Linked DNA regions of Mus musculus: regions 2 and 3 are each linked to region 1. A link is a contact called in public HiCAR-type and HiChIP or PLAC-seq data. All regions are on one chromosome and are shown on one strand. The core of a region is the stretch at or near the end of the contact, and the rest is flanking DNA. Distances in the headings are between cores, read along the strand shown. Region 1 holds the start of Nop53 (NOP53 ribosome biogenesis factor). Region 2 holds the start of Ccdc8 (coiled-coil domain containing 8). Region 3 holds the start of Hif3a (hypoxia inducible factor 3, alpha subunit).

The links. HiCAR-type assays count read pairs that join an accessible place to other places. HiChIP or PLAC-seq counts read pairs in DNA pulled down with a chosen protein or histone mark.
Region 2: a contact with region 1 is called in an H3K4me3 HiChIP or PLAC-seq map of embryonic forebrain, with 2.6 times the contacts expected there. The contact joins the promoter of Ccdc8 here to the promoter of Nop53 in region 1. A contact is called at or near these places in 4 of 39 promoter capture datasets (cranial neural crest, embryonic stem cells, hippocampal neurons and 1 more) and 2 of 115 datasets of contacts at active chromatin or transcription factors (astrocytes and embryonic forebrain).
Region 3: a contact with region 1 is called in a HiCAR-type map of astrocytes, with 5 times the contacts expected there. The contact joins the promoter of Hif3a here to the promoter of Nop53 in region 1. A contact is called at or near these places in 8 of 39 promoter capture datasets (cranial neural crest, fetal liver, frontonasal cranial neural crest and 4 more) and 3 of 115 datasets of contacts at active chromatin or transcription factors (acute myeloid leukemia, astrocytes and neural tube).

Annotation. Positions count from the first base shown.
Region 1 is chr7:15,943,895-15,947,790 of GRCm38.p6, reverse strand. Nop53 (NOP53 ribosome biogenesis factor) reads left to right here and starts at 1,683. Exons shown (of 13, transcript NM_133831.3): 1 at 1,683-1,961; 2 at 2,437-2,501. The coding sequence starts at 1,738. It overlaps Gm24576 (a long non-coding RNA gene), which reads right to left and starts at 1,698. Exons shown (of 2, transcript XR_391165.4): 1 at 1,491-1,698; 2 at 1-1,330. It also overlaps a transcript of Ehd2 not described here.
Region 2 is chr7:16,992,231-16,996,439 of GRCm38.p6, reverse strand. Ccdc8 (coiled-coil domain containing 8) reads right to left here and starts at 2,538. Exons shown (of 1, transcript NM_001101535.2): 1 at 1-2,538. The coding sequence starts at 1,852.
Region 3 is chr7:17,060,770-17,064,387 of GRCm38.p6, reverse strand. It overlaps Hif3a (hypoxia inducible factor 3, alpha subunit), which reads left to right and starts at 1,961. Exons shown (of 15, transcript NM_001162950.1): 1 at 1,961-2,032. The coding sequence starts at 2,007.

The sequences.
Region 1 (3,896 bases), core at 434-2,933:
TTTTTTTTGTTAAGTTTTGGGAACTTAAATTCAGGTCTTTATTGTTTGCCCAGAAAGCTCTCTTACCCACTGAGCCATTCCCCAACCCTTGTTTTTCATTTTGAGACAGTCTCTCTACCCTAAACTCATTCTGCTGTCCAGGGTGGCCTATGAACTTGCCATCCTCCTGCCTCAGTGCCTCTTGAGTAGGTAGGTAAGGTTAAAAATGAACAGCACTACCCAGCTATTTTTTTTTCTTTTAGAGTGTGTGTGTGTGTGTGTGTGTGTGTGTTTTATACAGGCAATTCCATTGGCCTGCTTTCAGGGACCCAGCCAGTGCTTACATCATGACCTACGGCAGCCAGATGTACCAGTAGATGTAAGGACCCACCTGCCACCCCAGCTCTCTCTCTCTGATCTCCACCACCAATGTTCCCTCTCCTTCTCTGTCCCCTCTCTCTGCCCTCATGATTCTGCCCCCCATCTGTCTGCCTGTCTATCTGTCCACTTGTCTGCCTCTGTCCCTTCACCAAGTCCCACAGTACTCTTGCGTTCCCCCCAATAAACCTTTACACTAGGTCTGTTTTATGGTGTAACTTCTCAGGGGTACACCTTGGCCAGGCCCTCCAAAAATACTCCCTTGCCACATTATATTTCATAACGGCGTGTAAGCATATATGCCACCACAGCATACCTTGTGAAGGTCAAGAACAAACAGCTTGCAGGTATTGGCTTTTTCCAACATATGGGTTATGAGGATTAATCTGAGGCTTGGCAGCAACAGCCTTTCTCTACTGAGGTATCTTGGCAGCCCCACACCCAGCATCTTCTTTAATAAAAAGAGTTAAAGAAAATTTGACTGGACTCCGTCCCTTGGCAGTTACTATTTGGGAAGGAGGGGTGTCCTTCAATGGCATACACACTGGTCAGTTGCCTCTGATCTAGTAACTAACTCTTCACTCATTGCTGGTACAAAAAATCCTAGTAAATCCAGTACGTCACAAAACTACAAAGACACAAGGGAGGAGGGCATTTGGGGGAAAGAAGGGTAGTTCAGTAGGAGTGAGAAGGCAAAGGGAAGCAAAAATGGCAAGGCACGTATGAAACTGGTCTACAGAGTGAGTTCCAGGACAGCCAGGGTTATACAGAGAAACCCTCTCCCGAAAAACCAAACCAAGAAAGCAAGCAAGCAAGCAAGCAAACAAAAAACTTGTATAACTAACAAAATGGTTTGAGTAAAATTTTATGATACCGGGTAAGGTAAATTACTCAGAGTGAGAACCAAGAATCCACATAGCCTACTCCCTACCAACCCGAAATTGCAGGTCGAATCTCTGAATTCGAGGTCAGCCTGGTCTACAGAGTGAGTTAACAGACAGCTAGGCTACACAAAGAAACCCTGCCTTTTGTTGTTGTTGTTTTGTTTTTTCAAGACAGGGTTTCTCTGTGTAGCCCTGGCTGTCCTGGAACTCAGTCTGTAGACCAGGCTGGCCTCGAACTCAGAAATCCACCTGCCTCTGCCTCCCGAGTGCTGGGATTAAAGGCGTGCGTCACCACGCCCGGCTCGAACATTTTTAAAATAAGAAGAGACTGAACGTGATGATTTATCCTTTTGCCAAGACGTAAAACTCTCTATGTAAAAACTACGCTTTATCAAGATGGTCGCAAACAGGAAGTGCGTCATATTACGTCACTCGAGACGCGCACGTTCCAAACCGGATATCGGAGTTAGAGCGACTAAGCTCTTCCTTTAAGAAGATGGCTGCGGGTGGTAACAGGGACGGTGAGAAGCGCGGCTCGAGAAGCCAGGCGGACTCTGGCTTCCTGGGGCTGCGGCCGACCTCGGTGGATCCCGCTCTGAGGCGGCGGCGGCGGGGCCCCAGAAACAAGAAGCGCGGCTGGAGGAGGCTCGCCGAGGAGCCGCTGGGGTTAGAGGTCGACCAGTTCCTGGAAGACGTCCGGCTACAGGAGCGCACGACCGGGTACGTGGGGCGGGACTTCCGGTGGCGTGGCCGTGCGCTTTGCGACCTGGTGCTAGACGGACCGGGCATCCCGGCTCGGTGTGGGAGACCTATCAATAGTATCTTTAACAAATAAGCGTGCGAAAATCCCAACAAAGTTTAAGTTTTCCCCTAGTTTTTTTTAAAATTTGAAACAGGGCCTCACTATGTAGGACGACCTGGCACTCGGTATGTAGACAAGCCTGGCTCCGAACTCAAGTTTCCTCTGCCGCCGGAGTGCTGGCATTAAAACCTTTTGCTACAGAGTTTGAATTTCAAGTGAAAGAGAATAAAGTACGTTCACCCCATCGTGGTACATTTTAAATTCTGTGTGAAAGCTCCAGGTGTAGCCCATGGTTTGAGGAAGAGTTGGGATGGGCCCAAAAAGTTAGACCCCTAAGGGTCTGTTATCTTTCCAGCATTACTTTGGCAAATAGTCTGCATTTTTATCCTTCAGTGGCTTGTTGGCAGAGGCCCCAAACGAAAAGCTCTTCTTCGTGGACACAGGATTCAAGAGAAAAGGTGAGGAGTGCTCTTATGAAGTTGTGTGCTGGTGGTTCTCTGAGTCTTGCACCCGTGAGATCTGCATTGATGACATAATTTAAAGCAAAGCACACACACACACTCTCTCTCTCTTTCTCTCTCTCTCATTTTGGAAACAGTCTTGATCACAAGTTTGGAGGGGAGGGGGGATCGAGACAGGGTTTCTCTGTGTATCCCTGGCTGTCCTGGAACTCACTCTGTAGACCAGGCTGGCCTTGAACTCAGAAATCCACCTGTCCCTGCCTCCCCGAGTCAGTGCTGGGTGTGGTTCATCACCACAGTCTTACCATGTATACCATATTGGCCTCAAACTTAGATCTGCTTGCCTCTGCCTCCTGAGTGCTGGAAATAAAGGTATGCTTTACCACTGGAGACTAGAAGGGGCAGTCTTTAGTATAAAGAATTACTTTGAATGGCTTTGAAACAAGCTTGAGATGATTAAGAAAGGTGACCTGTTGTTCATTTTTGTTTGGTTTTATTGAGCTGTATCATTCAGCTTTTTTTTTTTTTGTCCCCCTTCCCCAAAGAATATGATAGCAAGCATGATAACCCACAACGTTAATTTCTCTGAGTTGCAGGCCAGCCTGGTCTACATAGTGAGCTCCAGGACAGCCAGGCCTACACAATGAGACCTTGTCTCAAAACAGAGAGAACAAGAGGATCTCTTTTAGCCAGGAGGAAGGAAACATGTCTTGGCAAGATGGCTTTACTCCAGCAGAACTTGGGCTGGGACCTGCTGGGACATGAAAATAAGGGCAAGTTAGGGATTGCTTTGCTGAGTGGGGTTTTCACCAAGGAGGCAGAAAAACACTTAAAATGGGAAGCCTGGTTCAGCAGGTACTGAAAACAAGCCAGTGCCTGGTCCAGCAGGACAGCCAGTGGCTTTGCAGAACAAGCTGGCAGCTTTGCCAGCAGCCAGGCACTTTAGTATGCACGATGTGAGTCAAGGGGTCCTGTTCATGAAAACCTTCTTGACAAGGTCGGGAGAACCCAGGGAAGCTGTGTGGGGACCCGGGGACGTTAACATCTAAGGTAATGGGTTCCATCTGCCCCACTCAGGCCAGGTCATGGAGTTTTAAATCTAGGTTCTGTGTGCAAGGGGAAACATGGCGTTTATCATTCTGAGTTATGTTCATTTTTGATTCAGTAATAGCTATGCTTTGTTTTTGTTTTGAGACAAGGTCTTCTTCTGTACGTAGGCTACCTAAAAGGTCACGGTGTGGCCCAGGCTGGCCTGGAACTTAACGTCCTCCTACCTCAGCCTCCCAAGTGCTTGGATTACAGGTAGGAGCCAACTGGCCAACCTATAGCGTTTTATCCATAAAAGAAGCTAGCGTTCACTTTTTGTTTTTACATTCATTTCTAGTTAGGGTG
Region 2 (4,209 bases), core at 1,289-3,788, 1.0 Mb before region 1:
CCCTAGATCCCGAACCAGCTGAGGCTTCCTGTATACCCTGAGGTCCTGCCTCCTCCCTCTGGTCATGGAGGACCCCTGCCCTTTGGTCAGCTAGGACCTCCACCCTCTGATTTTCTGTAGCACCAGTTCTTTGGTTAGCTGGGCCCTCTGCCCTCTGACTATCTATGGCTTCTGCCCTCTGGTCAGGTGGGACTCCTGCCCTGAGATAAGCTGCAGCCTCTACCCTCAGATTAGCTTCAGCCTCTGCCTTTGGACTAGCTGCAGCCTCTGCCCTTGGACTAGCTTCAGCCTCTGCCCTTGGACTAGCTGCAGCCTCTGCCCTTGGACTAGCTGCAACCTCTGCTCTTGGATCAGCTGCAGCCTCTGCCCTTGGACTAGCTGCAGCCTCTGCTCTTGGATCAGCTGCAGTCTCTGCCCTTGGACTATCTACAAGCTCTGCCTTCTGGTTAGCAGCAGCCTCTGCTATTGGACTAGCTGCAGCCTCTACTCTTGGATCAGCTACAGCCTCTGCCCTTGGACTAGCTGCAGCCTCTGCTCTTGGATCAGCTGCAGTCTCTGCCCTTGGACTATCTACAAGCTCTGCCTTCTGGTTAGCAGCAGCCTCTGCTATTGGACTAGCTGCAGCCTCTGCTCTTGGATCAGCTGCAGCCTCTGCCCTTGGACTAGCTGCAGCCTCTGCCCTGGGACTAGCAACAGCCTCTGCCCTGAGACTAGCTGCAGCCTCAGTCCTTGGACTAGCTGCAGCCTCTGCCCTTGGACTAGCTGCAGCCTCTGCTCTTGGATCAGCTACAGCCTCTGCCCTTGGACTAGCTGCAGCCTCTGCTCTTGGACTAGCAACAGCCTCTACTCTTGGATCAGCTGCAGTCTCTGCCCTTGGACTAGCTGCAGCCTCTGCCCTTGGACTAGCTAGAGGCTCTGCCCTCTGGTTAGCTGCAGCCTCTGCCCCCTGGTTCTCTGCAGCCTCTGGGTGCTCCTCAGCTGGCATGCCTGTTCCCTGAGCGAAGGGTGGCACCTGCTCCTTCCTGCATCGTCTCAGGGAAACCCACTTGATCTTGGGCTTCCAGCGTCTAGTACCCAGCATCTGGTCACTCCGGTCTCCTGTGTTTCTGGAGCTATCATCGTCCGAGCTGGCTTGGCTGTGTCTCATTTCTCCAGCCCTCTCAGCTGCTGTGGAGGCCTGCTGGGTCTGGCCCACCTCGGAGCCTGATCTGGGTGCCCAGCCCTTCACCCTCTGTTTCAGCTTCCCCCAGGACACCTGGCTAACATACTCCCTCCATCTGTCGGCCTTGGATGGCTGGGGCCCCAGGTTGTTCTCAAACATGGGCACTGGAAGATTGACTCGGCGTCGTGGAGGAGGCGCGCTGGGCTTCTCCCCACGGCGGAGGAAGGCCTCCACCAGCTCCTGATCATCCTCACTCTCCACATCGCTGCCCAGGAATTTGCTGCCCAAGTAACTGACCGGCATTTTGCGCACCTTCCTGGTCCTCCCGGAGGAGCTCCTGTTGCCTTTGACTTTGGAGGTATCGAAGTCACTCAACTCACTGTCGCTGCCATTGCTGCTGTCATAGGTACCTACAACCAGCCGAAGTGGAGGAGTGACCATCTGCGGGACTCTCCTCACTCTCAGCTCCTTGGTTCTTTTGCGGGGTTGGGGTGGGTGTGGAGTGCTCTTTTCGATGATACGGGCCACATCTTCCAGGGTGCGGCCCTCCTCCTGCAAAAACTGGATTAGCCGCTCCCGAAACTCAGCTTCCTTCGTTGCAGGCTTGGAGATGACTCTCCACACGCCCCCAGCCAGGCGGACCTCCCGGGGGATGAGCAGATAGTCAACATCCTCCCCAATCTGCAGCATCCCCACCGTGGAGTCCTCTTCTTTGCGGAACACCTTTCCGATTTTCTTAAAGGTGCCCACAGGCCTTAAGGCCTCCACTAACACGTCCAGATCGACATCTTTGCAGACGTCGGGGACACTCCAGAGGATCAGGCAATCGGGAGACGGAAGGAAGCCCCAGGGGAACCATCCCCCTACGTGGCTTTTTTCGAGAGTCTTTAAGATCTCCAGCGTGGACGCTCGAGTGGGGGCAAAAAGCCCAGACACTTGGCTGCTAGTCTTGGGGAGGGGGCGGTGGACAGTCCTAGCAACTCTGCTCGCACAGAGTGTCTCCTCCCTACAATTTTCTCTTCAGGAAACAAGTCCAAGTTGGCTTCCCCAACCCCCTCGGAGTTGTAGCAAGCAGTTTTCCAGGATGCTTACATGAACTGAAGCACGCTCATTCCCGAGGCTCAAAGTTCAGTCCAAACTGGAATCGCCAGTGTCCCGGCTCCAAGTTGGGGTCCCACGAGCTCCGATCGCTTCTCCCTTGCCCCAGACACCAGGATATAGCTGAAAGTTCTTGGGAGGACTCTGCAGACAAAGACGGCTCAGCGTGGCCTTTCAATATGGCGAGGTGCTTAAAGGCCTCCGCCCAGCCCCGAGGAGGGTCTCCCGCCCCCAGGCAGTCTGCCACCCGCTCCAAACTGACCTTGCGCTCAGTCTGTGGTGGAGCTGAGAGCCGCAGGAAGTTTCTGGGCGCCCTCCCCTCCTGGGTGAGGCCCACCTTCTCCTTCTCATCTTACACTCTAAGCCTGGGAAGACTGGCAGCGGGGCTGTCCACTCCCCTTCAGGGCAGCCTCCCTCTCCTCCCCCACAGAGGTGTGGCTGCCCCCCAGAGCCTCAATGGGGCCAGGGCTTCCCTTAGCTGCAGCCAAAACCCACGTCATCATCCTTCCCAAAAGGCAACGGGTCCCCCAACCTGCCATCCTAGACGTGCAAGCCCAAAAGGTGCGAGTGCTGATGGCTCAAATCCTTTGAAGGCTATTGCAATTATGAACGTGCGTTTAAAATTAAGGGGATGGGACTAGAGGTGGCTCAATGGTTAGGAGCATGGGCTACCTTTATGTAAGACCTGGGTTTGACTCCCAGAACCAATACGATGGCTCAAAACCCTGTTTATTTCCAGTTCCAGGGGATCCAATACCCTCTTCTGATCTCTGTGAGCACTGCATATACGTGGTACACACACACACACACACACACACACACACACACACACACACACACACACAGAGAGAGAGAGAGAGAAGACATTCATGCACACAAAAAGGGGCACACAAGATAACCCAATGGGTAAAAACATTTCCCCAAAGCCTGAATTCAATCCCAGAACCCACATAAAACCAATTCTACAAAGTTATTGTTCAATCTCCACATGTGCACCCCTATACACAGATTGTACATATATTAATTCACACACGATAAACACGGGTTTTGTTTGTTTGTTTGTTTGTTTGTTTGTTTTTCGAGACAGGGTTTCTCTGTGTAGCCTTGGCTGTCCTAGAACTCACTTTGTAGACCAGGCTGGCCTCGAACTCAGAGATCCACCTGCCTCTGCCTCCCAAGTGCTGGGATTAAAGGCGTGCGCCACCATGCCCAGCCCGATAAACACGTTTTTAAAGTAAAATATTTTCTTGGAGTTGGAGAAATGGCTCCATGGTTAAAAGCACAGGCTGCTCTTTCAGAGGACCTGGGTTCAATTCCCAGCACCCACATAATGCTCATAAATGTCTGTAACCCCACCTCTAGGGGATTTAACACCCCCCCCCCACTGATATACATCAAAACACCAAAGCACATAAAATAAATATATTTTTTAAATAAAAAATTTTCTTAAAAATAAAAAAACCTTTAAGATCACAGAGATGTTGTACCCTCAGTTCTTAGTTTATGTATCCCACGTGGCCTCAAACTTTCAGGGATCCTCCTGCCTCAGCCTCTGTCTACTAGGCTTTACGTAGGCCACTATTATCAGGCTTAAGCAACAACAACAACGGCCAGGTAAGGAAGTGACTTTAATATCAATATAAGAACATATATCAGGCATGGGATGCACACTTGTGATCGCAGTAATTGAAGGCAGGGGGATGAGGAGGGTAAGGTCACTCGCAACTTCAGAGAGCTCACACCAGCCTGAGCTACAAGAGACCCAGGGGCTGGAGAGGTGTCTCTGTGATTAAGAGCGCTTGCTGCTCTTATAGAGGATTCGGTTCCCAGCACCCACGTAGTGGCTTACAGTCACCCAGAACTCCAGTTGATGGGGATCTGATACCTTCTAACCTTCACAAGAAGCATGCCTGCAAAGGTTACGCAAGCGAGAGCGCGCGTGCGTGAGC
Region 3 (3,618 bases), core at 712-3,211, 1.1 Mb before region 1:
TCCCCCAGTGAGGGGCTGGGGGTGTGGCTCAGTGGTAGAGCCCCTGTCTAGAATCCCCCAGTGAGGGGCTGGGGGCGTGGCTCAGTGGTAGAGCCCCTGCCTAGAATCCCCCAGTGAGGGGCTGGGGGTGTGGCTCAGTGGTAGAGCCCCTGTCTAGAATCCCCCAGTGAGGGGCTGGGGGCGTGGCTCAGTGGTAGAGCCCCTGCCTAGAATCCCCCAGTGAGGGGCTGGGGGCGTGGCTCAGTGGTAGAGCCCCTGCCTAGAATCTCAATATCACAGTGAAGAGCTGGGGATATGTATGGTTCTGGTTGAGTTTGTCCCAAATTCAATCCTCTGTGCTATAAACACAATAAAACAATAAGAAATAAATAAACCCTCTCTCCTGACAGTTACAGCAAAGTCCTCAGAGTTAATCTTCACTATACTAGTTTGGTTCATATATCTTCCCAAAACTGGTAATCACTGTGGCCAAGGAAGTCCTACAGTGATTGGCTCTGTCTGGATTTTGCCTTCTTCCCTGGAGTTGCTGATAGCATGGATATAGTCAGATTTATTCAAATAAAATCAACTGAAACTAAATGGCATGGGAGCTGGGCATAATGGTACACACCTGTAATCCACTTGGAAGGTGAAGGCAGGAGGATAGAAGTTCAAGGCCAGCTCTTGCTGGCCAGTCTTGACGGGGTTACATGAGACCCCATCTGAAAATAAAATGGAGAAGAGGAGGAAGAAAGAGGAAGGAGAAAGAAGAGGAGAAGGAAGATGGAGAAGAGAAGGCAATGGGAGGAGACAGCTTACTATTTTCCTGAGTTGAGGTGGGGAGCCATGTGGATTTTTAGAGGAGAATTTTTTTAAGTTTTTTATTACATTTTACGTGTGGTGTGTGTATGTGTGTGTGTGTGTGTGTGTGTGTGTGTGTGTGCGCGCGTGCGCGCAGATAAATCAAAGACCTTGCCTTCCACGATGTGGGGGGAGGGGGGAGGGCCTGGGGATTGAACACTGGTCTTCAGGGTTGGCAGCAAGGGCCTTAAACCTGGAGCCAACCGTCTAGCCGAGAAGAGCACTCTAAAGAGAGTGCGCAGTTATGTGTGAAAGTCCTAAGATGGAGCTTGCCCAATAACTCAAAAACAATAAATCCATTTCTGCCGCAGTGTAGAGTGTACCCAAACCTGCATACGGAAGGAACACTGCTCCTTCACCCCTGTCCTTAGTGTCCACGCCCTCTCCAGCCTACACAGGAACTTCCTTCCTCTTCCTTACCCAGCTGTACCGTCTTCCACCTGTCCATGTCACTGCGCACGTATCTCTCATCGGTTCTCTGTTCCCTTTACAAGTGGGTGTGATGAAGCTAAAGCATATTTACTTGACAGAAGCTTAATTATTCATCCGCAGGAACCTGCACAGGGAGTTAAGAGAGGCCACGGGTCAGGATGGGGTGGAGACGGGTGGACAAGGAAGATTCTGGGAGGCGGGGTCCACAGTGGGGCCACACAGTGGAGGGACATGGGGTATGGCAAAGAAAGGGGTTATGAAATACAGGTGAAGTAGAGTTCGGGGTGGAGAGAAGTGGGGACTTGGTACGTCAAGAAAAGGACAGAGCGGGAGAAAGGAGAGGGGGTTGGGAAAGGTGGGAGTGAAGGCAGAGACTGCGACAGGAACTGGGACACAGAGAACAGTGAATCAGATGGTTCAGAAGTGTACATATGGAAGTTCAGAGACTGGAGGGAAATCACGCCCGGCGGGCTCCGGACTGCCAAGGAAGTCTGGGGCAGGGGCGTGGCTGGGGGTGTGCATTACATCGGATTCCCCAACCCCTTGAAGTTCCAAGTCTTCTCCTTTAGTCCCTCCTCCTTCTCGGGAGCAACAAGCCCACCTTCCAATCAGAGCCGCGGGCTGGGCAAAGACCAGCCAATGGAGTGGCAGAGGTGGAGCTGGGGAGGGGGCTCACACAGGCAGGGGAGGGGGACGCTGGGCATCGAGGGCTCTGGAACCGCGAAGGGCGAGCCATGGCGTTGGGGCTGCAGCGCGTGAGGTACAGGGCTTCGGGGATAGGATGGTGGGGTCTGGGGGCTCTCTTTGACGGAGCTTTAAGGGAACCCCTCATCTCTGGGGTGTGGCTCAAGTTGAGGACACTGTGAGGCGCCCGATTGGGGACACATCCCGATGCACCCTCCACCTTAGAGGTTTTCAGGGTATCAGGGATTTACCCCCAGAGCTCCAGCTGTCCCGCCCCCCTCCCCTGGAACTGCTTTGGGGTTATGAGCTGCAATTTCCAGATACATCGGGTTCAATCCTCCATCTGGCTGGGGGTGAAACTCCAAGTTCCTTATGGATTGGAGGTGGTCGCGTTTGAGCAAGGAAGACTTCTTCCAAAAAAGTCTTTTCCTCCAAATCCCTGAAAGGAGTCTTCCTTGGCAGTCTAGCTCTTGTGGTGTTAATAAGGGATCCCCAAACTGGAGTTTCTAGGGAGTCCCTGAAAGACACTATTTCTGAATTCCAGGAGAGAGGTTAATTTTACCATGCCCTTTCTAACAGTCTCCCAAGCTTCAAAATGCTCTAAAATGACATGGGGATAGGGAGGTCCTCATTAGAGGCTGTGTGGGACCTAACCAAGGTCTTTTTGCCTTTCAAAGAGTGGAATGATAGCTGGGGAAGGAGATTCATGCCTGTAAACCCAGCACTTGGAAAGCTATAGGAGATTGATGCTTTCAAAGCCAGCCTGGCCTACATGGCAAGTTCCAGACCAGCTTTGGTCTACATTTTCTTGTCTCAAAAAACAGCATTAAATAAGTAGGGTCGCTCCTTTTCAGTACCAACAGAACAAATCTGAGCCACTTCCTGCGATCTGGTTCTGTGTCAATTTCATCTGCCTGGACCCAGTCTGTAATTGAGGGAGGAGGGCCCCACCCAAACCCTATTTGAGAGACATCCTTCCGAAAGATGCCCTGGCTAATCAAGGGAAGGCAGCGCCCTCCTGTGGCTGGACACAGCTGGGGTTATCCTAGGAAGAAGCGGGTTCTGTGTTCACCTTGCAACAGGTGCAGAGGCTTTGGGACCATAGCCAGTGGAGCCCATTTCGCCAGGTTGCCACGGGAGACCCCAGAAAAATTTCCTAGACTCTTGGTATTCCCTGTCTAAATTGGGGCATCCCTCAAGCCTCACCCCTGTCCCTCCTCCCTGGCTTCCGAGATCTGATTGGTTTTTCTCTACACCCAGTTTTTACCCCCTACCTCAACCCACCCAGGCTCGCCCTTTTTCTGGCCCTGTCTGGCCCATCTATTCCAACTTCTGGCCCTGAGCCCACCCGGGAACTCAGTCCCCACCCCTTCTAGGCCATCCCTGGTGCCGCTCGTGACAGCGCCCCTTTATGGTTGTGTGAGGGCCCTCTCCTAACTTAACTAGGGTGTCATCGCTCCCCCCCCCCCACTCCTCCTCCCGTTAGCACCCAAGGCCAGCCCTTTCCTGTGGTGTCATCCCACGCGGCCGCACATCCAACTTGCACCCGCCTCACAGCTGAGCTCCGGGCCCCTCCTGCACCCCCAGGATGACAGTTGGCATCAGAGGGGGCTTGGGTGAGGGTGAGTGGTTACCTCTGGCGCCGTGTGCCCCTTTCTTTCT